Regions from separate parts of the Mus musculus genome. Here all the other regions are linked to region 1. The links are chromatin contacts, called in public ChIA-PET, Hi-C and HiChIP or PLAC-seq maps. All regions are on one chromosome and are shown on one strand. The core of a region is the stretch at or near the end of the contact, and the rest is flanking DNA. Distances in the headings are between cores, read along the strand shown.

What was found. A called contact is a pair of places that touch in the nucleus more often than the background predicts. ChIA-PET counts read pairs in DNA pulled down with a chosen protein or histone mark. HiChIP or PLAC-seq counts read pairs in DNA pulled down with a chosen protein or histone mark.
Region 2: a FOXA1 HiChIP or PLAC-seq map of pancreatic cancer cells shows a contact between it and region 1. The contact joins the promoter of Nprl3 here to the promoter of Fgf18 in region 1. A contact is called at or near these places in 4 of 39 promoter capture datasets (the C10 cell line, hippocampal neurons, liver and 1 more) and 4 of 115 datasets of contacts at active chromatin or transcription factors (bone marrow-derived macrophages, embryonic forebrain, forebrain and 1 more).
Region 3: an H3K4me3 HiChIP or PLAC-seq map of embryonic forebrain shows a contact between it and region 1, with 5 times the contacts expected there. The contact joins the promoter of Sh3pxd2b here to the promoter of Fgf18 in region 1. A contact is called at or near these places in 15 of 39 promoter capture datasets (the 3T3-L1 cell line, 3T3-L1-derived adipocytes, the C10 cell line and 10 more), 1 of 15 datasets of contacts at CTCF or cohesin (pro-B cells), 9 of 484 Hi-C or Micro-C datasets (the N1E-115 cell line, cerebellar granule neurons, cerebellum and 5 more), 6 of 115 datasets of contacts at active chromatin or transcription factors (astrocytes, embryonic forebrain, embryonic midbrain and 3 more) and 1 of 9 other capture datasets (embryonic stem cells).
Region 4: a contact with region 1 is called in an RNA polymerase II ChIA-PET map of memory CD8 T cells, with 97 read pairs. The contact joins the promoter of Stk10 here to the promoter of Fgf18 in region 1. A contact is called at or near these places in 6 of 39 promoter capture datasets (the 3T3-L1 cell line, embryonic stem cells, frontonasal cranial neural crest and 3 more), 6 of 484 Hi-C or Micro-C datasets (the MNK3 cell line, the N1E-115 cell line, cortical neurons and 2 more) and 9 of 115 datasets of contacts at active chromatin or transcription factors (astrocytes, effector CD8 T cells, embryonic forebrain and 6 more).
Region 5: an HNF4G HiChIP or PLAC-seq map of pancreatic cancer cells shows a contact between it and region 1. The contact joins the enhancer-like site here to the promoter of Fgf18 in region 1. A contact is called at or near these places in 5 of 39 promoter capture datasets (cranial neural crest, hippocampal neurons, liver and 1 more), 4 of 115 datasets of contacts at active chromatin or transcription factors (astrocytes, differentiating embryonic stem cells, embryonic hindbrain and 1 more) and 1 of 9 other capture datasets (embryonic stem cells).
Region 6: a Hi-C map of cortical neurons shows a contact between it and region 1, with 3 times the contacts expected there. The contact joins the enhancer-like site here to the promoter of Fgf18 in region 1. A contact is called at or near these places in 13 of 39 promoter capture datasets (the 3T3-L1 cell line, 3T3-L1-derived adipocytes, the C10 cell line and 8 more), 7 of 484 Hi-C or Micro-C datasets (cerebellar granule neurons, cerebellum, cerebral cortex and 3 more), 5 of 115 datasets of contacts at active chromatin or transcription factors (astrocytes, differentiating embryonic stem cells, embryonic forebrain and 2 more) and 3 of 9 other capture datasets (adipose tissue, embryonic stem cells and liver).

The regions. Positions count from the first base shown.
Region 1 is chr11:33,145,675-33,149,452 of GRCm38.p6, forward strand. It overlaps Fgf18 (fibroblast growth factor 18), which reads right to left and starts at 1,726. Exons shown (of 5, transcript NM_008005.2): 1 at 1,568-1,726; 2 at 1,371-1,407. The coding sequence starts at 1,599. RefSeq lists promoters at 1,543-3,778, 1,543-2,486 and an enhancer at 2,301-2,331.
Region 2 is chr11:32,266,045-32,269,822 of GRCm38.p6, forward strand. It overlaps Nprl3 (nitrogen permease regulator-like 3), which reads right to left and starts at 1,663. Exons shown (of 13, transcript NM_181569.3): 1 at 1,379-1,663. The coding sequence starts at 1,496. RefSeq lists enhancers at 2,739-3,645, 2,902-3,284.
Region 3 is chr11:32,346,064-32,349,841 of GRCm38.p6, forward strand. Sh3pxd2b (SH3 and PX domains 2B) reads left to right here and starts at 1,777. Exons shown (of 13, transcript NM_177364.4): 1 at 1,777-1,905. The coding sequence starts at 1,831.
Region 4 is chr11:32,531,383-32,535,160 of GRCm38.p6, forward strand. Stk10 (serine/threonine kinase 10) reads left to right here and starts at 1,884. Exons shown (of 19, transcript NM_009288.2): 1 at 1,884-2,177. The coding sequence starts at 2,022. It also overlaps a transcript of Efcab9 not described here.
Region 5 is chr11:32,563,384-32,567,161 of GRCm38.p6, forward strand. The region is part of intron 2 of Stk10 (serine/threonine kinase 10); the gene reads left to right. Among named protein-coding and RNA genes, the nearest start is that of Stk10, 32 kb to the left of the region's middle. Within about 2 kb of position 1,803, at least 175 of the 459 cell types and tissues checked have an H3K27ac peak or open chromatin away from gene starts, as enhancers often do. A contact at or near this core is called in pancreatic cancer cells and pre-B cells, where this site is marked.
Region 6 is chr11:32,586,421-32,590,198 of GRCm38.p6, forward strand. It overlaps Stk10 (serine/threonine kinase 10), which reads left to right. Exons shown (of 19, transcript NM_009288.2): 5 at 893-965; 6 at 2,336-2,530; 7 at 2,990-3,071. Among named protein-coding and RNA genes, the nearest start is that of Fbxw11, 54 kb to the right of the region's middle. Within about 2 kb of position 1,786, at least 73 of the 459 cell types and tissues checked have an H3K27ac peak or open chromatin away from gene starts, as enhancers often do. A contact at or near this core is called in cerebellar granule neurons, cortical neurons and differentiating embryonic stem cells, where this site is marked.

The DNA of each region.
Region 1 (3,778 bases), core at 476-2,975:
CTGACTCCAGTTGTATTGATTCAAGAAGTCACTGGGGACCCCAGCCTGGCCAATAGAAGGAAAGAGCCATCAGTCTGTCCATCCATCTATCCTTTCAGCCCAGAGTCTCAACTGGTTTTGCACTGAGTTTCATGTCTGTCCCAAGGAACAGTGAAGATTGAACTAGGAACCACGGCCTCAGCTACACACACACACACACTTCCTTGTACCAGAAAACTGGGAGAACCACCTCTAGCTGGTGCACAGGGCTGTCTCCAGGCATCTCCAGAACTCAGAAGGCTACAACCAAGCATCTTCCCATTAGCCCTGCAAGGACACCTGCCTTTCACGGAGAGGGGGAGGGGACAGATAATCCTCTTTTGGCCTATGTCCAGTTTATTCTGGGTCCCCTCCCTTGTAGCTGTAGGTAGGTGGAGGTATTGGGCAGCTGGTGTTTCCTATTCTTATTGCCACCCCCCCCCACACACACACCCCGCCCCACACACACCATGCTGAGGCAGCCCTGGTCTGGTTCTAATCGGGGCTGAAGTCGACTCCCTACCCCCCCCCCCCTTTTCCTTCATTTCCACGGCTTTGGAAGCCAGAGCATTCCAACTGTCTGTGTGCCAAGACCTTCCCGAGTCTGAAAGCTGCTGAAGTAACAGATCAGATTTTAGCAAGTGCTTTCCAGGCTGAGCGCCAAGCCCTTTTCTGATTCACAGAGAGCGAACGGGGACCAGGCAGGGAACAAGCCCTGGGCTGCACCACCTTGGGCAAGGACATGTGGAGCAGAGCGCAGCAGGATGGGGAGAACTCTCTCTCTCTCTCTCTCTCTCTCTCTCTCTCTCTCTCTCTCTCTCTCTCTCCACACACACACACACACACACACACACACACACACACACACACACACAGAGTAATTTACAACTAAAGCTCTCTCTCTCTGGACTCAAAATCCACTTAGCTGAAAACAACCTTTTTGTCTGCAGGGACAAGCAAGCCGTAAAGGGACAGTTGGCATAAAAACCTCTAGGTCCCTACCTCGCCAGCTGTGGTCGGAGGTTGGAGTCCCACACATCACTCGGGCCAGAGTCAGCCCTCCGACTCTGAGAGATTTCCCTACCGAGGCTGACCGAGGCCGCGACAGTCTGCACTGGCTCAAGCAGTAGCTCCTAGCCCTTGGCCTGATACCGCCAGCGCAGGACGCGCGCGAAGCCGCCCTTCTGCGCCCTGGGAACAGGTGCACTGGGCTTGTTGCCCAGGAGGGGTGGGGCACCGAGAGGGGGCGCGGTCCCGGGAAGGGGGGTCGGCCAGCACCTCGAAGAAGAGCGCGCTGGGGTTGGCAGGGGGGTGGGGGAGAGACACGACTCGACTCTCAGGAGCCCACGTACCTGAACCTGGAAGCACAGCAGTAGAAAGTGTAAACACCTGCGGGAGAAAGAGGGAGAGGAGGTCAGTGAGATCCGAGGAAGGGGCACAGATAGACAGACAGACACGTAGCAGAAAGTCGGGCGGACAGACAGACAGAGCCACACACGCACAGGGACAGGCATCCAGGCAGGGTGGCCAGACCCGGGCGGGTGCTTACAGGCAAGTGCAGGCGGAGGGCGCTGAATACATCGCGGGGCGGGGGGGGAGGCGGCGGCTCCTAGCCCAGCCTGCACATGTCCGCTCCGCGCGGCCGGGACCGGGCGCCTCCGCCGCCGCCGCCGCCGCCGCCGCCGCTGCTGCTGCTCCCTCCTTGCCGGCTGCTTCTGCAGACTCTGCTGCTCCGGGGCGCTCCGCGGCGCGCCCTGCGGCATCAGCGCCCCGCGCGGCTCCTCCGGAGCGCTGCGCCCTCCGAGCCGGCGCGGGGGCTGTGGGGCGAACGCGGTGCGGGAGGAGCCCGGCCGGTGCGGGGAAGCTGGACTGAAGCGGGCGGACGGGAGGGCCGTCTGGACGTTCGCGAGACGCGGGCTGCGGGTTCAGTCCAGGGGCAGCATGCACGGCGGGTGCTGCGGCAGAGGCGCCGCAACCGGGACGCGAGGCTAGCGGGGCCGGGGTCAGCGCTCCGAGGCTGGGGCGCGCATCTGCAGTGCGAACGCGTCACGGCCGCTCCGTCTGGGCGCCCGCCGGCTCATGTCTCCTCCTCTGTGTCTCTCCGGCCGTGCGCATCGCCGCCTCCCACCGCTGGCGGCGGCCGGGGCGTTTTCTACGCGAGGGCGGCGAGGGGGCGGGGGGCCAGGGGCGGGTCCGGGCCCGCGCCGGCACAATGAGGATGCGGGGCCCGGGGGCTCCCCCCTCGGGGCGCGGCCGGACGGGCGCTCAGCGCGGCTGGGTGCGCCGCGCCCACATCAAAGCCGGCCCTGCCTGCTCGCCTGCCTGCCGCGGCCTCTCCGCTGCCTCCTCCTTCTGGCGGCTCAGGGTTGGAGGGGAGGCACTCAATACTGTCGGCAATGGGACTGGCCGTTCAGCATGGCAGAACCCACGAAGCTGGACCTGGTGAGCGCTGGAAGCCGTCGGAGCTCTCCGACACAAGGCTAATATTGGCCGAATGGAGCAGGCGGGGTTCCCAAAGAATGCTCACATTTGCTGTTCATATTCACATCCACTAGAGTTGGGAAGCAAGGGGAGGACAGACGAGGCCCGCCCGGTGGGGTGACTCAACTGAAAGGAGTCGTGTTTACCCTTACCCTTAGGCCACGCAAGATAGTGGCTTTTCCCAGACACACGCACCACCACCACAACCACCACCGTGGGATGACTACGCTAAGTAACGCCTTCTTCTGTTTTGCCGTAGGAGATGGCAAAGTCTCAGGGGCGTCTCTCTCCCTTCCCCCGCTCTGGGACTCTAAGGTCGGTTCTAGGGATTCCAGCTGCGTTCTCTAGTTAGGTGACCCGGGTTTTGGAAGCACACGGCTACCACCTAGCGGCTCAAAAATGTCGCTGTAACCTCGCCCCTGAATGGCTACATGCCTGGGAGTAGCCAGGACTCTGGTCAGCGCTCACTCCAGGTCCTCTTCAGTTCGCAATCTAAGCAGCTAGTTTTCCTGCCCTTGATCACCAACCCTGAACTTTTTCTGTCCTTCCATTAACCCCCAAATGTAGATATTGTTGTCAGAGGCCTGCCTCATTCTGTCTAGAGCCTGGGTCAGCCAAGTTCTGCTTTGGACTGATGCTAAAACAAACAGGTCACAGTGGGCAAGAAACTAGAGAACGAGCTCAAAATGCAAAACTCAGGAATTCGGATTATTTGATTTAAAGGCCTTGTGTCCGTAGCTGTGGTTGTTATTCCCCGTTCGCTGGAGCAAAGTGAAGAAGGTGCTGCTCGGTGGTGTTATTTCTCAAGTTATAGAAACATAGTATTTGTTCCAAGGACCAGACCTCCCTGTAAGCGACTTTCAGTTCTTTTTCAAAGTTGAGGCTAAGGGGGCAGTATTAAAAACAAATCCTGAAAACCTTTGCGAAATCGAGTTGTTGAGAGAATTGTTGCATGAAAGGAAGTTGATTTTATGTTTATTGTCTGGGCTGCCTGAACTAGCCTTGCAAAGTTACTAGTAACTTCCTAAATTCTGGAACCAACCAACCAATAGAGTGAAATGACAAACCACAAATAGGGCTGAACCAAAAAGTGGTCTTGCTTTACAGACTGGCACACGTGTATCTGCTGACATGTTTCATGTATCTTCTGGCTAAAATTAATTTTTTCCTATCTGCACTTTATTAGTTTTTCATTACTTTTGAATACAATGGGTAACTATTGTCCCACCTACAGTGGTTTGATGACCTCAGTCATCACACAAGACAGTCCCAAAAATTT
Region 2 (3,778 bases), core at 413-2,912, 880 kb before region 1:
ACAGGTGAAGGCCAGAGCAAAATGTAAAGTGTCCTCCTTTCTCTGTATCTTACTGTCTCGAGGCAGGGTCTCTCACGGAATCAGCTTACCCTTCAGGCTAGGCTGGCTGGCCAGGGAGCTCTTGATCAACCCATCTCTATCAGTCAGTGATGACATTACGCACACCACAGCCAAGCCAGTCTTTTTACATAAGTGCTGGGAATTTAGGGGTCTCATGCTGGCAGAGCCAGTGCCCAGCCTGAAAAGACTGAAAACTACTGCCCTCAACAGGGGCTGGACGAATAAACCAGAGTACGCTCATCTCATGGACTTCACTGCAGTCATTAATAAGAACAAGGTGGCTGGCGGCGGTGGTGGCCCAGGCCTTTAGTCCCAGGACTCAGGAGGCAGAGGCAGGCAAATCTCTGAGTTCAAGGCCAGCCTGGTCTACAGAGTGAGTTTCAGGACAGCCAGGACTACACAGGAAACCTGTCTCAGGGTGAGGTTGAACCTGTTTAAGACATAGACATAAAGTACAGAAGAAAATGAGCAAAAAGACCATCCGGTCTATTTCAATATATATATATATATATATATATATATATATATATATATATATATATATATCAGGGAAAAAATGGGCCATGTAGTTCCTTTTGTACTTGGAATGTGTGCTTTGCTTGTGTATAAACAGATTTGGAAAATGGTGACGATAGTTGCCCTTTAGGGGGATGAGGGAGGGGGTTCTGAGAGCTTGGTACCATCTTTATGTTTTTATAACTTAAAACCCTTTGTATTATATTAGCGAGCTTTAAAGAACACTGCCTACAGAGGCAGGCTATGCCTGATCCATGCAGCAGTGTACTGCGACTAGACAGGAGTTATGTGCTCAATAACTCCAAGAACCTTCAAGGCGGATGCTACAAAATAACAAATGAGTGTCCTGAGATTCTCTGAGGGGCTCGGGGAAAGGATGATGCTGTATTTTATTTTTTGGTGGGTACACTTTCAGAGTTTATATACAGGAGGGATGATTATCAAGATGGTGAGCAGTTATCCACAATGGGCATGGACCAGAGTTCAAGATCAACTTCAGACCTTAAAGTCGCTTATATTTTCTAAAATAACTTATAAATTCGTGTCTGTGCTTGTAAAATCTGGTGTCTTTCTGGATTTGTCTGGAGAAATGGCTGGCCTTGGGCTCATGGCAATACCCCGGCCTCCGCGTCCGGGGCGCTGGGATCCCAGATGCGCACCACTGCTGGAGCTGGCAATTCTTACGCATTTTTATTTCATGGGCTGGAGACTCAGGAGTCGTGCCGCGGCCCCTCTCCTCCTCCTCCTCCTCCGCACTGTGCACTGCGCGTGGCGGGGCGGGTGACCGCCAGGAGCCACTTACTTGTCTGGGACGCGGGGTGCTCCTGGCTCCTCTGGAAGGGGTACCTGAAGAGCAGCTTATTGCCCCTGCTGCCCGAGCTCACCAGGATCACGCTGATGGGGCTGGTATTGTCCCCCATCCTGCGGGAGCCCGGGCGTGCGCCTGAGAGGAACTCGCGTAGGGACCGCAAAAGCCGAAGGCAGGCGCCGGGCCCGCAGGGACACGGAGGAAGCCGGCACCTCGGCCTCGGCGCTCACTCTCGCGAGACTTCGCCGAGCGGCGCTCCACAGCCCCCGCGCATGCCCGGACAGGCGACTGCGCCGGCGCGACGCCTTGGCTGCACTCTAGTAGCTCGCTAGGGAAAGCTGTCTGCAGTTTAAAGTCATACACTTGATTTAACCAGAGCGTATAAACTTTAAACTGTAAGAAAGGCAGGAGCGGTGGTCTGGATTGTACTAGCCTGCTCATCACATAACAATCATGTTTTCAAACTTTACAAAGAGAGAAAATAGTCGTATTTCAACCTCCCCCTCCCCGCCCCCCAACTATTACTCAATGAGAAGGTACCATTTGAATATTTGCCAGTGTCTGAGAGTTGCACTTATGTTTGCCTTTTGATGGTTTGGATGTGTGATGTGAAAGGAATGACTTTAACTCATTTTGCAAGCCTTTATCCCAGTCATGTGTGATTTGAGTGTTGTGTGAGGTCAGGAGTAGGAAGGGGCTGGGAGGGAAGCAGACAGAGAGATGGAACCAGGTGCCTGGGATGGGTCGTGGGACCTTCCCACGGAACCAGCGGGAGTGCATAGGGACCGGGGCACTTGAGCCAGGCAGGACTGTGGTCCAGGTTTTCCCTCTTACTCCCCCGGGCCATTCTGCCACTTGATTAGCCAGAGCCTTGGGACCCCAGTGGTTGCCTCTGAGATAGGAAGACCTAAACCAAGGAGCCCAGAGTTTCCCCAACTATGATCTCTGGACCCATTTTTTGCCAGCAACCTTCACAGGAGTATTCACAGTATAATTTTCTATGTAATTAATAGTGACAGCCAGGCTCAGTGGTGGAGACCTGTATTTCCAGCTACTAGGGAGACTAGGGTAGCAGGATAGGAAGTTAAAGCCAGGCAGGGCAACTCATTGAGGCCTTCTCAAAAAGGGAAAGAGATGTTGCTTGCTAGTGAGCACTTGACATTATATACGAGGCCCTGGGTTCAATCTTTTCTACCGTCACTAGCTCTGAAATGGACGTGGTAATAATGCTGCGTGTGGGGGAAATGATGAGATCCCAGTCTACAGAAGTCCACTGTACTCCCCTCTGAGGCTGCCTTACCCAATACTGACAGCACTGGATAGGAGAACCCAGGACTAACTAACCTGGGATGCATCACCTCAACTCCCAAGGTGTCCACATCATTGTGAAGAAATACCATCAGCTATTCCAGAAATCAAAACGTAGGTCACACCGTGGACTCCACTGGGGACCCCAGTTTCCCCGCCAGAAGCTGGATTTGAGCTGTTGTGAAGGAGCAGAGCCAGCCTGAGCTCTGCAGGCCATACCTTCCGACTCTGATGTTAAAGTCTTACAGAAGAGAGGCTTCATTTCAAATGTAAAACAATGTGGATTCAAGACCCCCTCTGCAGAAGTAAACCTTTGGAAACTGGAACTTTGGACCCTTGCACCCCATCCCCCAAGGTCTCCCTTAGGTAGAGTAGGAAACCATATGGGTGCCAGGCCTTATCTGTCCCGTCACTTGCTCAGGCCAAGGGCTGGGTGGAGCTCACAGACGCTATCTGGGAGCTGCCTTCTTCACTGAGTGTTCCTCTCCAAGAAAGAGCCACTCGCCCACAACAGAAATAGTTTTAAACTCTCTGCCCTGTCCTGAATCCTATGGCTAGAGATGACCCTTCATCACACTGGGTCGGAAGTTGAGTCTAAAGTCATCAGAAAGGTTTAATTGGTGAAACTGAATGGACGAGATTAATTTGCCTCCCATGGTCACCTTTCTTGGGGGATCTACAGACTGCCCTCCCAAGTCTGGTTTCTTCTACTTGATTGAACAGACAGACCTGATCTGAGTCAAATTGCTCAAGTTCAAAATGTGCCTGGAGCTTGCAGAACTGACTATAGATCAGCAGCTCCAGCATCCCGGACTCCCCACAGGGCCAGGCTCTTTGTGTCCACAGGTTGTGAAGCCAAGATGGCCTCTATCCAGTCAACAACCCAGCCCACCGCAAATTATTCAGCTAGTTCTCGCCTCAGTTGGAACCACAGGCAATGTTTATAATCTCCTTGAGTGTCTATGCCCTTACCTTAAAACCAAACCAAAGCAACGCCAGCCCCACCAACTACAGAACTGTTCTAACAGAGCAAAGCCAGCCCCACCGACTACAGAACTGTTCTAACAGAGCAAAGCCAGCCCCACC
Region 3 (3,778 bases), core at 527-3,026, 800 kb before region 1:
TGTATGTCAACATTCCCAGCAGCCTTAGTCACAATAGCCCAAGGGTGGCAACAGCCAAAGTGACCACATTTATATGAATAAAGAAAAGGAAGGGCTAGGAAACACACAATGAAAAAGTATTCAGCCACAAAAAGGAAGGAGGTTCTGAAGCAGGTAGCAAGGACGCAGATGCACCTTGTGGGTGCTTAACTAAAATGAGGCGGACACCCAAGGACAAAAGCTGCAAGGCTGAACTGTTGTGAGCGACCCAGAGTGATCCGACTCACACTCAGAAATCAGCCGGCAAGGGTGGGAGGTGGAGGATGGGGGCAAGGATGACGGGACAGGGAAGATGATGGCATTACTACAGCTACAGGCAGAGCTGGGGAACTGGGAAGTGGGAGGAGCTAGCTGATTCAGGTACATCCAACTTCTACAGTCTGTGCTTCTGCTTTGTGCAGGACATGAGAGAAACCAGCGGGTGCCTTGGGTGGCAGCTCTGCTGGGGAAGCACCTTAGGATCTGGTGCACTGGAGGGAATTACTGGGCCAGGGAGGGCCCTGGTTCCAAATGGATGCCACTCTCCACAATCTCCGAGTGGGTCAGTAAGAACAGCTTAATCAAGAGCGCCAAGAAGATAGTCCTGTGCCTGAGGCAGCACAAAGCCATCTTTGGTACAAAACTGGCTTTGGTAAAGACAATCCTCCCGCCTTGGCCTGGTACCAATCAAGTAACCCCTTCTATTAGTGAAGCCCATCCAGACCAGCCTTCAAGGCCAGAACAGCAGAAAGCACGGACAAAGAAGCCAAAAAGGCAATAGAGGGGTTTCCAGAGGGATTCAAAATAAAGTAGTCTGCAAGGCCTGCCTGGACTGACGAGAACTCTCCCTTAAGAAATTCCTCGACTGATCTATGGGTGGGGAGGTGCCTGAAGGGGAACCCCTGCTTCGTGGCTGAGAAACCACTACCTGCAGTCTGAACTTCCTATCCATGGTGTTATGTGTGTCCATCCATCCATCCATCCATCCATCCATTCATTCAGCCAGCATCTGTTAGTTACTGAGCGCCCAGCCAATGCTAGGATGAGCTAGAGAAAAGAGATGTGGAGCCACTTGTAGCTTTGCTTTGCTTAGTGTGGGGCAACCATGGGTTGGACCCACCTGCTCCATGAATCTAGAGGCTGTCCTCAGGTCCTCTGTAAAAGGCGATTAACCATCCCCTCCTGACCCCCAACTCCCAGGTGTTGTGAGATTTTAAGTGAGCATCCGTGATAATGACAGGGCACAGGGCCAGGTGTGGACTCAGTCCCCCACGGGGTCAGGGGCTTGCTACCTACCCAGCATCCCTGCTCTCTTTCACCTTCGCAGCCCTGTGCAGGGCTGCCAGGCCATTTTTGCAGTTTTTCCTCTCCCTGTCATAGACAGTAAACCCAAGAGACCTAGTGACCACCTCTCCCTGACCCCCAGCCCCCGCCCCCAGCCCTGGGGGCAAGCGATCGGATTTATAGCGACTGGCACGCCAGCGGTTCTCACACACCGAGGGGGATGGGCAACCTCCCTGAGCCCTTAACGGGAATGGAGAGCTCGAGCAAGATGCTTGGGTGCCTGGGTTTAGAGTCGCCAGGCCCGGGCGCGGGGGGCGGAGCGCGCCGTCCCGCCGGGCGCGGGGACAAAGGCCCGCGGGCGGACGTGGCCGGGCCGGGCCGGGAGGGCCCTTTAAGCAGGGTGGGCGGGCGGCGTGGAGGCGGGCAGGGGCGGGGCGCGGAGGGCGGTGGCGGCGGCGGCAAGTGCTCGGCGGCAAGGATCGCTTTGGCCCGGCCCGGCCCGCACGGCGCTGGGCGCGGAGAACGGCCATGCCGCCGCGGCGCAGTATCGTGGAGGTGAAGGTGCTGGACGTGCAGAAGCGGCGCGTGCCCAACAAGCATTATGTGAGTCGGCGTCCGCGCCACGCGGCGATCCCAGCCCCGCGCAGAACTTGTGCCCCGCGCCCTCACCGCCGTCTCCCCACGCGCCCCGGGTCCCCGCGCCCTCCCTGCTGTCTGTCTCCCCACGAGCCCTTGGTCCCTGTGCCTTCCCCGCCATCTCCCCGCTCGCCCCTTGGTCCTCGCCATCTCCTCGCGAGCTCTCGCCTTGCCCACCCGTACAAAAGTCTGGCCCCAGCCGCTGCTGCAGACTAAGACAGAAACCAGGAGAGAAACCCACGGAGCCGTGGGTCTCAGGCCACCCTCCTACCCAGAGGCGCCCAGCCTCATAGGATTAGCGAACCTAGCCCTTCATCCTTCTGTGCATGGGTCATTTGAGCGCCCCTTCCCTGTAACTTCCGCTTAACAATGTGGGAAAGTTTCCCCAGGAGTAACCCCCCTCTGTGACAGGAGAATTTTGTTTGGAGCTGCTAAGGTGTGGAGGAAATGGGTCCCTGGCATCATTTTGCAGATGGGAACGCTGAGACTCAAAGGCTGAGGATTCTCAAACGTGGACGATGGGCCTGGGGCCCACGGTGACCCTCAAGTGGGAAGTGGCCTCTCAGGCTGCTTGGGGACTTTGTTGGAGGTTGAGGTGGCCTTGGTTCCACCTCAGAGGTTCTGGGTAGTAGGACAGTGGATTTAGAGGAGGCCCTGGGGACTTCACTCCAGGTGTGAGGGGGACTGGCTTCCCTGTGGCTGTGCCAGTCCTGAAGAAGTTAACCAGGAAAGAAAAAAGCAAGAGGGAGGGAAAAAAAAATCCTAACAAAGAAGTGAGGAACAATGACTAGAGAGGGCGTTGGCTGGAGAAAGGCTGGCCAGGGGCCTCCCTGGAAGCCCCTTTGGATCTATTTGTTTAAGAGATCCATTCTTACAAAGCAGACAGCTATACATGCCTTCCCTGAGTCGCCCATAAAATTCTGAAAGGAGATGGCCGGGTATCCACTGTACTCTACAAGAAAGGGTGTGCTGTGTTCCAGTGTATTGTTATAGTCTAGGCCTTCAGTAACTCAGCCCTGGGCCAGCCAGCGGGGGGCTGCTTCCTGGACCTGTGGTATCTTTAAATAGAGCTAAGTTTTCCCTGCTTCAGAGCTCAGCTAAATTGTCTTGGTTTCCCCACCCCCACTCCCTTTCCCCCCCCCCCCCCCCTTAACTATTTCAAATGCTGCCAAGTCTTGGTTTCTTGTTGAAGCCTGTTGAGTTGCCTCTTGGGTATGGGACAGTTTTCAGCAACACACCAACTGGAGGAAGTCTGAAATTCTCCTCCATGCCGCCTTCCACCAGATCCGACAAACCAGAATAGATAGAACCACCAAGGACTGGGTGTCACCTTCTACTCCCTTGTGGTGTCACACATGTTTAGTGGTGGTCTTCTCAAGTCTGTTTCAAGGATGGGGCAGCTAACAGTAAGGAGCAGAGCAGGCCTGTTGGACCAAAGACGTTGGCCCGTCAGACCACGCCCCTTTCCACATCCCACACACCCACAGAGGCCCTGGACAGAACGCTCCCAAAACCTGGGAATCAGCTCAGACTTTTGTGGCTTTGAGGGGTACCCCTGAGGTTCTAGCCAGTTGTCCAGGGCTCCCTGAGCCAGGTATGTGTAGCCCTCTAGCTTGGGCAAGCTTAGCTCTTCGACTCCCAGGCTGCTAAATATTACTTCTTTCAGTCTCTGTGTCCTCATTTGTAAGATGTGGTGTTGATGCCTCCTCCCGAGGAAAGGGGGGGCGGCAATCATGTGACTGACATGGGGTTTCTTAACTGCAGCCCTGTGGCGTCTATGTCTCTCTGATTGAAATCATGCGAGAGCTTGTTCTTCTGTTTTCGGGCTTAGTCACCGCTG
Region 4 (3,778 bases), core at 634-3,133, 610 kb before region 1:
GGTGGTTTTTTGGTTTTTTGTTTTGTTTTGTTTTGTTTTGAGGCAGGGTTTCTCTGTGTAGTTCTGGCTGTCCTGGAACTCACTTTGTAGACCAGGCTGGCCTCAAACTCAGAAATCCGCCTGCCTCTGCCTCCCAAATGCTGGGATTAAAGGCATGCGCCACCATGCCCAGCTTGATCTTACTAATTTCTATTTTAAGTTGTTCCAGAAAGTAGGGTGGGGGGAAGGCACAGCCCTTCATTCACTAGATTAGTGTGAGGCTCTGTAGCCAGAGACAGTTGAGGAAAGAAACCCCGATTTAACAGAAGTTTCAAAGCAGCTTTGGTTCTGTTGAGCCTCCTTTTAACTCCAGCTACATAAGTTACACGCCCCCCACCCAAACACCTTACAAAACAAAAGTCACTCGTGATTTGGGGCAAGTTTCCGGAGTTGTGGAACTGTCCCTTTACGCCCCCACCCCCACCCCCTGCCACTGAGACCCAGCATTTTCACCACCAGAGTGAGATTCCTCATGGCTCTTTCCAGTCAGTCCCCGTGTCTGGGAGCAACTCCACAGCGTTGCCTTTTCTGGACCGGTCATAAAAATGCAGTCATACCTCGTGCGATCTTTGGGTCTGGCTTCTTTCATGTAGCAGGACATTTTTAACGGACCTTTCCATTTTTATCCTTACTTTGTTTTCTTTTGGAACTCCTGGAAATGGTTAGCGCATTCTGACCCTCTGTCCACCCGGTATAGCTGCACAGACTTCAGCAGGTCCCGCTCAACCGAGTGACAGATGTACACTTTGGCTGGTCCACAGGCTGACTCAACAAGAACAGTTTTGCATGACATTTTCTTCTTTTAATTATAAATTTTCCCCGCACTCATTTTGTGGTGGGAACAATTGGAACTGGAGCAACTTTTATTCCGGACGTCCTTAGCACACACAACCCTCTCCGCGCCTAGTATTCACTCTCCAGCCGGCTTTTCGAATGGGGGAACAGCATTTGGCGCGAGACTCTAGGGATATTTTCGAAGAGTCCGGACGAAGGGGACCAACAATTAAAACGCTTTCTCGAGTTAAGAGTGCCCGAGTGTGAGACACTCTTGTTCAGGATGGGAGGGTCTCCAGCATAGATTCTGCAGCTGCCCAGCCCCCAGCACAATCACTAGAACCCACGTTCTGATACCAAGCAAAGACGCTGTGCAAGATGCGGGACGCCCGCAGCCAAGGTAGAGAGGGATGAGGACCAGGATATAGGAGCACCATCCCAGAGATGACTCCGCTTTTATCTCTAATGGGGCTTTTTAATTCGCAAAATAACTAGAAAGTTTTACTTAATAAGGAATATATTTGCTAACCTACCATGAAGCCTAAAGGTCCTAAAGGGACTCTCGTTTCATGTCCAGCGTCCCGGCCGTTTGTGGCTGGCGGAGGCGGGGAAAGTCCGGATGGGCGTAAGCGCGGGGCTCTGCTTTCTGCGGGGCTCAGAGGCAGCACGAGACCTGCCTAGGAAGTGTGGCGAAAGCCACCTGGGACCGCGTGAACTTTGAGGCAAAGAGCACCGAGGACTGGGGTGAGTCCCGGGGCGAGGGGTGCGGGCATCTCGCGCGGGAAGCTGGCGAACCAAGCCTCAGCGGGAGAGTTCTGTGCGCTGATGCACCCACTCGGCACCGACGGCGGTTGAAAGACACCAGCTGAACCCCGGAGGTTTGGGGTTCCGGGAGGCGCAGCGGGCCCAGGGGCCGGCCACCCGGCGGACTACAGTCTCCAGAGTGCCCCGCGGCGCGGGCGGAGCCGCGAGCTCCCGCAGCCAATTGAGGGGTCTCGGGGCGCCGCAGAGCAGGTGGAGCCGGCGGGGACAGGCGCGCGCGCGGGTGCCGGGCGTCCTGCAGGCGGGTCTAGGAGGGGGCGGGGCGGGGCGGGCGGGCCGCGGTTCCTGCAGCTCCCTGTGGCCGCTGGCGCACTCGGCGGGTGCTGCGCTGCGAGGAGGGCGGCTCTCCGAAGCCGCGGGTCCTGTCGTCGCGCTCCTCATCCAGCATGGCTTTCGCCAATTTCCGCCGCATCTTGCGGTTATCCACCTTCGAGAAGAGAAAGTCCCGTGAATATGAGCACGTCCGCCGGGACCTGGACCCCAACGATGTATGGGAGATCGTGGGCGAGCTGGGAGACGGCGCCTTCGGCAAAGTCTACAAGGTGAGAGTTCCGATTGCTGAGCCTACCAGGTCCTGCGAGCCCCTGACCCCCACTCCCACCCCCCGCACAGCTGCTTCTGAGCACTTCCTGTGTGCCCTGTACAGGGCACAAAGGGACGTTTGTAGGATCGAGGCATCCCAGGGGGCTACCGGAGGCATCCCCAGGATCACGGTGATAGGGACACATCTTTTAAAGAGGGACTATACCGATGTTGTGGGAATATTCAGGCTCTGGGCTGTGCCTGCAAGGGTTGGGAGTTGAGGACACTTCTGAAGATGAGCCTACGATCGGTACTGGGGAGGTCAGAAGGGCCCTGGAGTAAGTGAGGACAGGCTTGGGATTAGAAGGCTCAACGGAAAGCGAGGACAGGGTCCTGTGAATGCAGCTGCAGGGCACAGATTTGGCTTCTAGTCGCCTGAGTCACCAGAGGCTCCCTGTCTGCAGTTACCTCTCCCCTGGAGGAAGACAGGCTGAGGAGGAGTGGGTGGGGCATAGATGATTCCATATAGACACGTGTGCAGACGGACAGCTCCTGGGGTTTGGTCCTCTGAGCCAATTCTGAGTGCCTGGGTTGTTGTTCAAAGTACCTAACTCATCTTGACTCCACCCTTTCTCATTTCCTCCTCCTCAACACCCTCCCCCTCCCCCGGCTTCCCCAACCAGGCTGCTCAGGCTGGTCTCCCAGATCTACTTGCCTCAGTCTCTGGAGTAGCTTGGACTGTAGGTTTGGCCACTACAGCATAGCATCCCCTACTTTTATTGGGAGACTCCCATAGTTCAGCTGTCTTAGCTGCCCTCCAAAGCCATATGTCATTGTCCTTGGGGCTTTGGTAGTTAGAGGCCTCACTGACCCTTTCAGGATGCTGGACCCCAGAAAGGGCTTTTCCAGTTCCCCAAGTCGGGCCATGCTCCCTTTGACTTGAAATTGATATGCTAGCGTTGGTCTGCTTCTCGCCCCAGAAGTGTGCTCCCTAGGAAAGATGCTATAGCATCCTTGGGAAGCTTGTAAGGAACTAAGACTCTCAGCTGGGCGTGGTGGTGCACACCTTCAATTCCTGCAGAGGCAGGCAGATCTGAGTCTGAGGCTAGCCTAATCTACAGAGTGAGTCCAGGACAGCCAGGGCCACACAGAAAAAAACCCTGACTCAGGGTGACACAAACAGAAAACCAAAGCAAACAGAAAGAAGCTTAAGACTCGGGCCCCACTCAGCACTCAGATTATAGTGCTCCAGCAGCTTGGAGCAGTAGCAGTTTGGAGGCCAGTCAGACCCTTGGAGACCTCCTCTCTGAGTTGTACTTCCTGTGGGAGGGCTGAGGAACCCCCACTAGGGCAAAGTTCCCCAGTGGGAGAGTCAAGCAGAGGTCACCTGGCCTTCCAACTGAATGGAACACTTTGGCTGAGGGGTTTCTCCATATTTGAGGGCTACCGGGCCAGTCTACCCTTTCATCGGTCCTCCAGGCCTTGCTCCTCTGCTGCATTCTAGTGATGTCAGGAAATGGTCCCCAGCCTCTCTCTCAGTCAGCTCTCTCTGATGCTGCCTGCTCCTGCAGAGGTGCCTTGACCGCCGTGAGAGCCCCCAGCCTGACTCACCGTCTCTAAT
Region 5 (3,778 bases), core at 553-3,052, 580 kb before region 1:
GGACTCCGGAGGCTCAGCGAGGGTGCTATGGTTTGGATTAGGTTTTGTCCCCTGAGGACTCACGTGCTGGGACTTCATCCCAAGGGAAACACCGCAAAAGACTGGAGAAGTGAAAGGTAGTGGGCCCTTGTGCACTGCCCTTCTCCCTGCTTTCTAGAAGGATTGTGTTGACTTTGGAGTGTGCAGCTTCCCCTAGAAGGGTGAGCCTAGCAGTCCCACCTCTCTCCCAAGACTGCACCTCATGCAGCACCTCCTGACTTGGCTCAGAGAATGGTGGTTCTAACCTTCCCCCCCCACCCCACCCAGCGGGTCTGCCCTCAGTCCACCAGGGCTCCTGGTGGCCCTGACAAGGACTCTTAATTACAGCCCACAGCAGGAAGCCAGGCAATTGATCCTGCTCTCTTGTGTTTTGGGGCTTCCCCTTTTTGCTGGCCACTCCCCTGTTGCCCTCTCAGGAGGACTCAACAGGGCTGTCCCCATGAGAACCCTAACCCTGTGATTCTTGTGACCTCTGCTCCATTGTAAAACTGCTTATGTGGTTATGGCATTCCATAGGCCAGTCTCATGGGATTGATGCCACCCCCCTGGAGCAGGCGGAGACATTATTCATTCAGTGGTCATTCGTTCATACACTGAATTAGCTGCAGGAAGTTTTAGATGCTGGGAACACAGGCTCAGAGCTGGTCTAGTCTCTCAAGTGTCCTGTGAGGATGCCACTTGGGCGTTACTAGCTATATCTGTATTTAGTCCATTTACCAAACACTGGTCCCCTGTGTTACCTGTTTGACTGTGACCGGGAGGCAGGCTCTACAGTTATCCAGACTTGATGGATGAAGTTGCAGTTTCTGAGATGAGCAGACTGGTACACTCCATGAAGCCCAGGCATATCCTGGCCAAGGAGATGCATTGGCTCCATGAGGCTGTGCTATGGGAAAGAGGTGGCCCTGGGGATGTGGAAAGGCTGTGTCCCCACAACCCCCTTGTTAACTGGTGGGACTCGGGACCCTGACACTGCATATCTCTCTGGCTCTATGAGTTGTCAAGTGTTATCTGTTTGTTATACCCACTGTCCCATCTCACTATCCATCTCTGGCTTCAACCCTGCCTGCCTCTCAGGGATTCACTGCTATGAAGCCTTCAGTAAGTTATATGGTAGGGAATGCAAGCTCTGAGGAGGAGCCTCCTACACCATTGATGTGGCTCTTGTCCTGTGTGCCCTGTCTAAAGTATTCCAAGTCCTCGTCCTGAGTCCTTGGTGGCCATGATTGGAAATAGCCCTGGTTTATTCCCTTCTGGGCTCAGTGCTGTTTCTAGTTAGTCTTATGAAATGGTGGCCAGCCAGCCAGCCAGCTAGCCAGACTGAGTTGTCCCTCTCGAAATTGATTCTTTGACCTTCACTAGAGAACCTGAGCTTAGCTCTGACTTTAACGTTTCCTGCACTGTGGCCAGGAATGCAGCCCAGGGGACTCTGAGCCTGAAGCCCGGATGCCTAGTATCTAGGGTGGACTGACTAGGAGTGAAGCATGCCTGCCACAGAGTCACCTCAGTCCCATCTGAGAGATGCCTTGGGGCCTGGGCAAGCACCTTTGGGTATGGACATGGAGTGGAGGGTGGCTGGGGCCAGAACAGCAAACTGAACCGTCCACCCCTGCATGCATTCAAGGACCCAGGTTATTGCCTCTGATTCAAGCCTCATTCCAAGGCTGCCGGGTCCGGGGAAAGCTCATTCCTAACCCAGGCTTGCTGCAAGGTGGTGGGCGGAACTGGCATGGAAAAACAAGGCTGGACCGAGGAGGCCTCGTGGGTGTGGACGCCCCACTCAATGGCCACATTGTTTGGCTGATACTCAGAGGTGGGGAGGTCCAGGGACTCCACCTACAGGGACAGGCAGCTGACAGACTAGGCTGGATTTAGGTTGACTCTTGCTTTTTTTTTTTAAGTCTGCCTTCATGACTTCCTCTTTCAGGCTTTGGTTGACTAACCAGAAGCTTCCGTCTTCTGCACTGTGTTAGAGCCTGAAGGCCCCCAGCTCTTGACCTGGGGACTAGCTGCAGACACTATCCCTGCTTCCTCAAAGAGAAATGAATCCAGAGCGGAAAGGTGGCTGGCCGCAGGGTGGTTCAGCCGCCGCTCGTCACCACCAGCTTAAGTTTATTCCTTCTTCTTCACGTCTGTGCTGAGTAGCTTTGGGGCAGCCCTGTCAAGCCTCTATATTCTCATCTGTATAATAGGCTACCTGTGGCTCAAGGAATATTTATAGAATGCTTATTAGCACAGTGAATCTGCCCTAGTTTCTGTACATCTCAAAGTCATTTAACAAACACTTGTTGGTCATGTGCGGCTAGAGTCCTCTGTGCTTGTGGGTTCACCATCATCGGTACTGAACACACAGAGGCATCTTTCCTTGGCAGTGTTGCCTAGGTGATACAAGAGAGCAAGCATCCACTTAGCATTCCCATTGAGTTAGCCGCTGTCACCCTTCTAGAATCTTCCAGATGTGCGGGAGGATGTGTGGGTTCTGTGTGGACACGACACCATTCAGTCAGGGACTCTGGCATTGGTAGATTTCTATCTGTTGGGTCCTGGCCAGATTCCCAGACTGATGGACAATTGTACGAGGCCAGACTCTGACCACCAACGTTTCCCAAACACAAACTTGCTTGTTCTGTGAAAGAGTGACTACAGTCACACGGAGACCTAAAATGTTGATACCACAAAAGGTCATACAGATTTTGAGAACCTCATTTTCCAGATGGAGAAACAGGCCCAGGTAGGGGAAGGGTTAGGGTGGGACAGTGGCCCTTTATGGGGCTGTGTCCGTGTTGCTGTGTGTGCTCAGGAGTTTCTCACGTATAGGTCACCTGAGCTCTTGTTCCTGGTCAGTATATGGTAGTGGCCTCAGGAAAGGCCAGGGGTGGAGAATCGAGGCCCAGAGTCCTGAAGGTCAGCAGGGCGGTGGCTCACCTCTGGACTGTGTGTGACTCAATTGTCTCTGGGGGATGGTTACGGCTCTGGCATTGCCTGATGGGGCTGTTTGGGGGCTGTAAAAGTTAATGTCTAAGCCCTGGTGTGGCCAGGCCATGCTTATCTGGTCTGGGACATCCTGGTCCCTTTATCTCTGGGTGAGCAGCCTGCTCAGTCCATTCATGGAATGGAAGAGCCCAAGGGTTAGAGCCAGGAGGCGGAGGGGCTCATTCTCACTGACGCAGGGCCTGTGACTCAAGAAGCTTCCTGTGGCTTCCTCTGTGAGGTGGGATGGGGATGGGGGCTCTCTACACTCTCACAGGACCTACATTACCCCAATCCTGGTTCTGGCTCTGCCACTTTGTATTGCATGATCTGACTCTGAGACACAGGTCCTTGTATCTAAATGTGAATAAAATATCACCTAGTCCTGATCACACCAGGTGGCATTTATCAGCACATACCTACCATGTATCAGCCATGTGTTCTGGGTCCATGCTACAGTGAGCATCACCCCTAACTGAGATGTCAGCATCTTTCAGAGTATCTCCCGAAGAGCAAGTGTGACAATCCATGCAGAGCCTTTGCTCAGGGAATGGCATCAGAGAAGCACTCAGGCTGTGTTAGGTGTCATGGAAGGGGACACTGAAGCTGGCCTGGCTAGCCAGCCTGGAAGCTGGGCTGGAGTGACACATCATGTGGAAGACCTGCACACTTGGAACTTGCTGCTGCCACTTAGCTGGCCAGTTCTCCCGGGTCATCATTGAGTTGGGAAACAGGAGTAAGGTGGAGACATTAGAACATTCATTTCTGG
Region 6 (3,778 bases), core at 536-3,035, 560 kb before region 1:
TAAGGTGAAATTAGGAGCCACCAAAAAGAAAAGAAAAAGACAAAGCCAAGCGATTACAGATAATAACTTTAAAAAGGTTTGTTTGTGTATTTATTTATTTTTTTTTCCGAGACAGGGTTTCTCTGTGTAGCCCAGGGTTTCTCTGGCTGTCCTGGAACTCACTCTGTAGACCAGGCTGGCCACGAACTCAGAAATCCGCCTGTCTCTGCCTCCCAAGTGCTGGGATTAAAGGCGTGCGCCACCACTGCCTGGCACAAAGGTCTATTTTTTAAATGACAGTTATGTAATTCTGGTTGCCACTGTGTATTTGAACAGCACACTGATGAGTATTGCAGTTGTTTGTACTTAGTGTTATTTTGTAGATTCTTAATTGGATTTATAGATTACTGGGCCGGGCGCTGGAGAGATGGCTCAGCGGGTAAGAACACTGACTGCTCTTCCAGAGGTCCTGAGTTCAAATTCCAGCAACCACATGGTGGCTCACAACCATCTGTAATGAAATCTAATGCCGTCCTCTTGTGTGTCTGAAGACAGCTACAGTGTAGTTATATATAATAAATAAATAAATCTTTAAAAACAATGAAGTATATCTTAAAATAACTATTCTGTTTGTTGAATATCAACAGTTGAAAATATTAAAATCATGTTCTACAAAAAAAAATCTTTTAAAAAAAAGAGATTACTATATCAAATGAGCCTGGCCCTTTTTTTTTTTTTAAGACAGGGTCTCACAAACAAACAAACAAACAAAAAGTCCCCAAGCATGCTTGCCTCATCCCCGAGTCCCGAAATTGTGTTCCTGAGTCCACACCACACCAAGGACTTTACCCAAAGGGTGTGGGTGGGGAAGACTCCCTCGACCATGACTTTATCTTAGGGTTTTGTCTTGCAGCTGATTTTGGTGTGTCTGCCAAGAATCTGAAAACTCTGCAAAAGCGAGACTCCTTCATAGGGACACCTTACTGGTGAGTCGTGGGGCCTCTGGGGACATAGCAAGCCTAACACCCCGTGGTTAGTTGCCTCTGGGTGGATTGTGTGTGGGGCACGCGGTGCCAGTTCAGAGCCCTTAGTCAGCCGCTCAAACTGTGTGTGTCTAGCATCTGCTTCTCTTCTGGGTACTCCTGCGCCTAGCACAAGTGGCTTAGCTTCCCCACGCCCTCGTCTGTAAACTGGGGTTACAGTGGAAAGCACCCCACTAATAAACTAAACCGGATTCCTGAAAAGGTGCTTCAGCTCTTGGTTCGTCTAACACTTGTACTGAGTTTAGGGTGCTGGCTATGGGCGGGGTACATGAGAACAATGTAAATTCACTTCCTGTCCTCATGAGAAATCTCCCTGGGCCTCTCTTACGCCTGTTGTGTCTTGTCCTTTTTCAAAACTCTAACTTAAAATAAAAACCACCTATGAGAAGAGGGCTCTCTTGTAGAGGAAGACACCTGAAGTCTTGCTTTGGCCTCAGCCTGCAGATGTGTGGAGCTGGGCCCCACCTTCCCACACCTGCAGTGCATCCATTCAGGCTCAGGCATCCAATCTCCGGCTTATGCATCCAGGCTCAGGCTCAGACATCCAGGCTTAGGCTGCAGGAATCCAGGCTCAGGCTGCAGGCATCCAGGCTCAGGCTGCAGGCATCCAGGCTTAGGCATCCAGCCTCAGGCTGCAGGCATCCAGGCTCAGGCATCCAGCCTCAGGCATCCAGGCTGCAGGCATCCAGGCTCAGGTTGCAGGCATCCAGGCATCCAGGCTCAGGCTGCAGGAATCCAGCCTCAGGCTGCAGGAATCCAGCCTCAGGCATCCAGGCTGCAGGCATCCAGGCTCAGGCTGCAGGCATCCAGGCTGCAGGCATCCAGGTGGCACCCCAAGCCCAAGCTCTCACTCAGTTTCACACCTGATTACTTTGTGTTCTGTTTTTACAACTGGCCATGGTGTTCAGCCCCTTCCTTGCTTGCTTACTACTCTTAACTCTTTCTCTCCCACCCCTCCCGTTATTCCTTTCTCTTCTCTCCCATCCCCCTTTCTCTCTGTGATGTCCTGTTCTGTCTACCCCACTGTCCTACCTTGTTTGTTTTTTGCTGGAACCTTCGCCCCTCTGCCCTCACCCACCTGCCCCTTCCCCAGGACTCTGTTCTGGATGGCTGCTGCCACCTTGTGGCGGGCTCCAGGAACTGCAGCGGGCCGAGACCCTTGAGGAAGACAATAGGATGCCAGTAATTCAAATCATGGCTTCAAATACTGCCAAACCTCCAGTGTGGTGCTGGTGGTGTTCGAGACGCTGAAGCTACGAGCGGCATCCTCAGGGGCCCAATTCTTAGCCCTTATTGTTCCTTGGTTGGCTCAGGATGGCCCCTGAGGTGGTGCTGTGTGAAACCATGAAGGACGCCCCCTATGACTACAAGGCTGACATCTGGTCCTTGGGCATCACGCTGATCGAGATGGCGCAGATCGAGCCCCCACACCACGAGCTCAACCCCATGCGGGTCCTGCTCAAGATTGCCAAGTCGGACCCTCCTACCCTGCTTACACCCTCCAAGTGGTAAGGAGAGCTGTGTAATCCTGGAGGGTCGGAAGCCACTCCAGAGACGTGTGGTGCTGGGTCTGCGTGTGCACAGTGGACTCTAAAGTCGGGGATGGGGGGAACGGAGGAGAGGGCCACCTCCAGGCCTTTCTGAACTGCCCTCCTGAACTATACAAAACCTTAGACACGAGAGCAAGGCCAGTTAGCCAGGACGAGATCCCGTTATGTCCCGGAACATATTGAATAGGATCAGAGCCCAATCAGCCACATGGCCAGGCTGGGAATGGGGACTTAGGTTTAGATTCTGACACTGCCATGCTCATTCCCATCCTGCTTATGTTCCTTTTAGACGTCTGTGTCCTGGACAGTGGTGTGCATGATAAGAAGGCTGTCCCATGGACCCTGTCTCCACACACCCAGCCCTGGGCGTGCGGTGCCCGGGCTGTGGCTCACTCCTTACTTACGCCTGTCCTCCAGGTCTGTGGAGTTCCGAGACTTTCTGAAGATAGCCTTGGATAAGAACCCAGAAACCCGGCCCAGTGCTGCACAGCTGCTGCAGGTGAGGGAGATTCGTTGCATTGTTCCTCAGAGGCACCGGCAAGGTCAAGTTCTTAGCCGGCTGTGAGGTACGGTGCCCAATGTGAGGAATGCTCCATGTGTCCGGTGAACTCAGATGTGGTGGCTCACACCTCTAAGTCCAGCACCTGGGACAGACACAAGGTTTTGCATAGAGGCAAGAGGATCACTGCAAGTTTAAGGCCAGCCAGGAGCTTAGCAAGTTCCAGGCCAGCCAGAGCTGTTATGTAGAGAGACCCTTTCTCAAAAAGAAAAACAAAACAGAAGTGGATCCATCGCATGGGAGATTCTGACTTTCCTTCCACACTTCTGGTTCAAAATCAAATGTGTGGCCTTCCTCAAGGCCCACTTTCAGCATGGCGTGTTTGTTTGGGAGACGGAGCTGCTGTAAGGTGCAAAGGCCCCAAGCCTCTTGGGACCGGTTGCTTCCTGTAAATGGCACCTCCCGTGCCAGGGTATCCGGCCTGCCTGACATGGTCAGGGCAGAGACCAGCTGTCACCCGGAGCCTTGGCAGGAGCCAGGAATTCCACTTCCTAGCTGAAGCAGTGTCTGCCAGGGGATTCTCAGTGCGCAGTGGAAGAGCACAGGGCAGAGGGGGCGGGAGGAGGTCTGCCTCAGTTTACCCAGGTGCCCTCAAATGGGCTGGGGCTTCTCCAGTACCTCTTAAAATGTAGGGTGGGAGGGATACA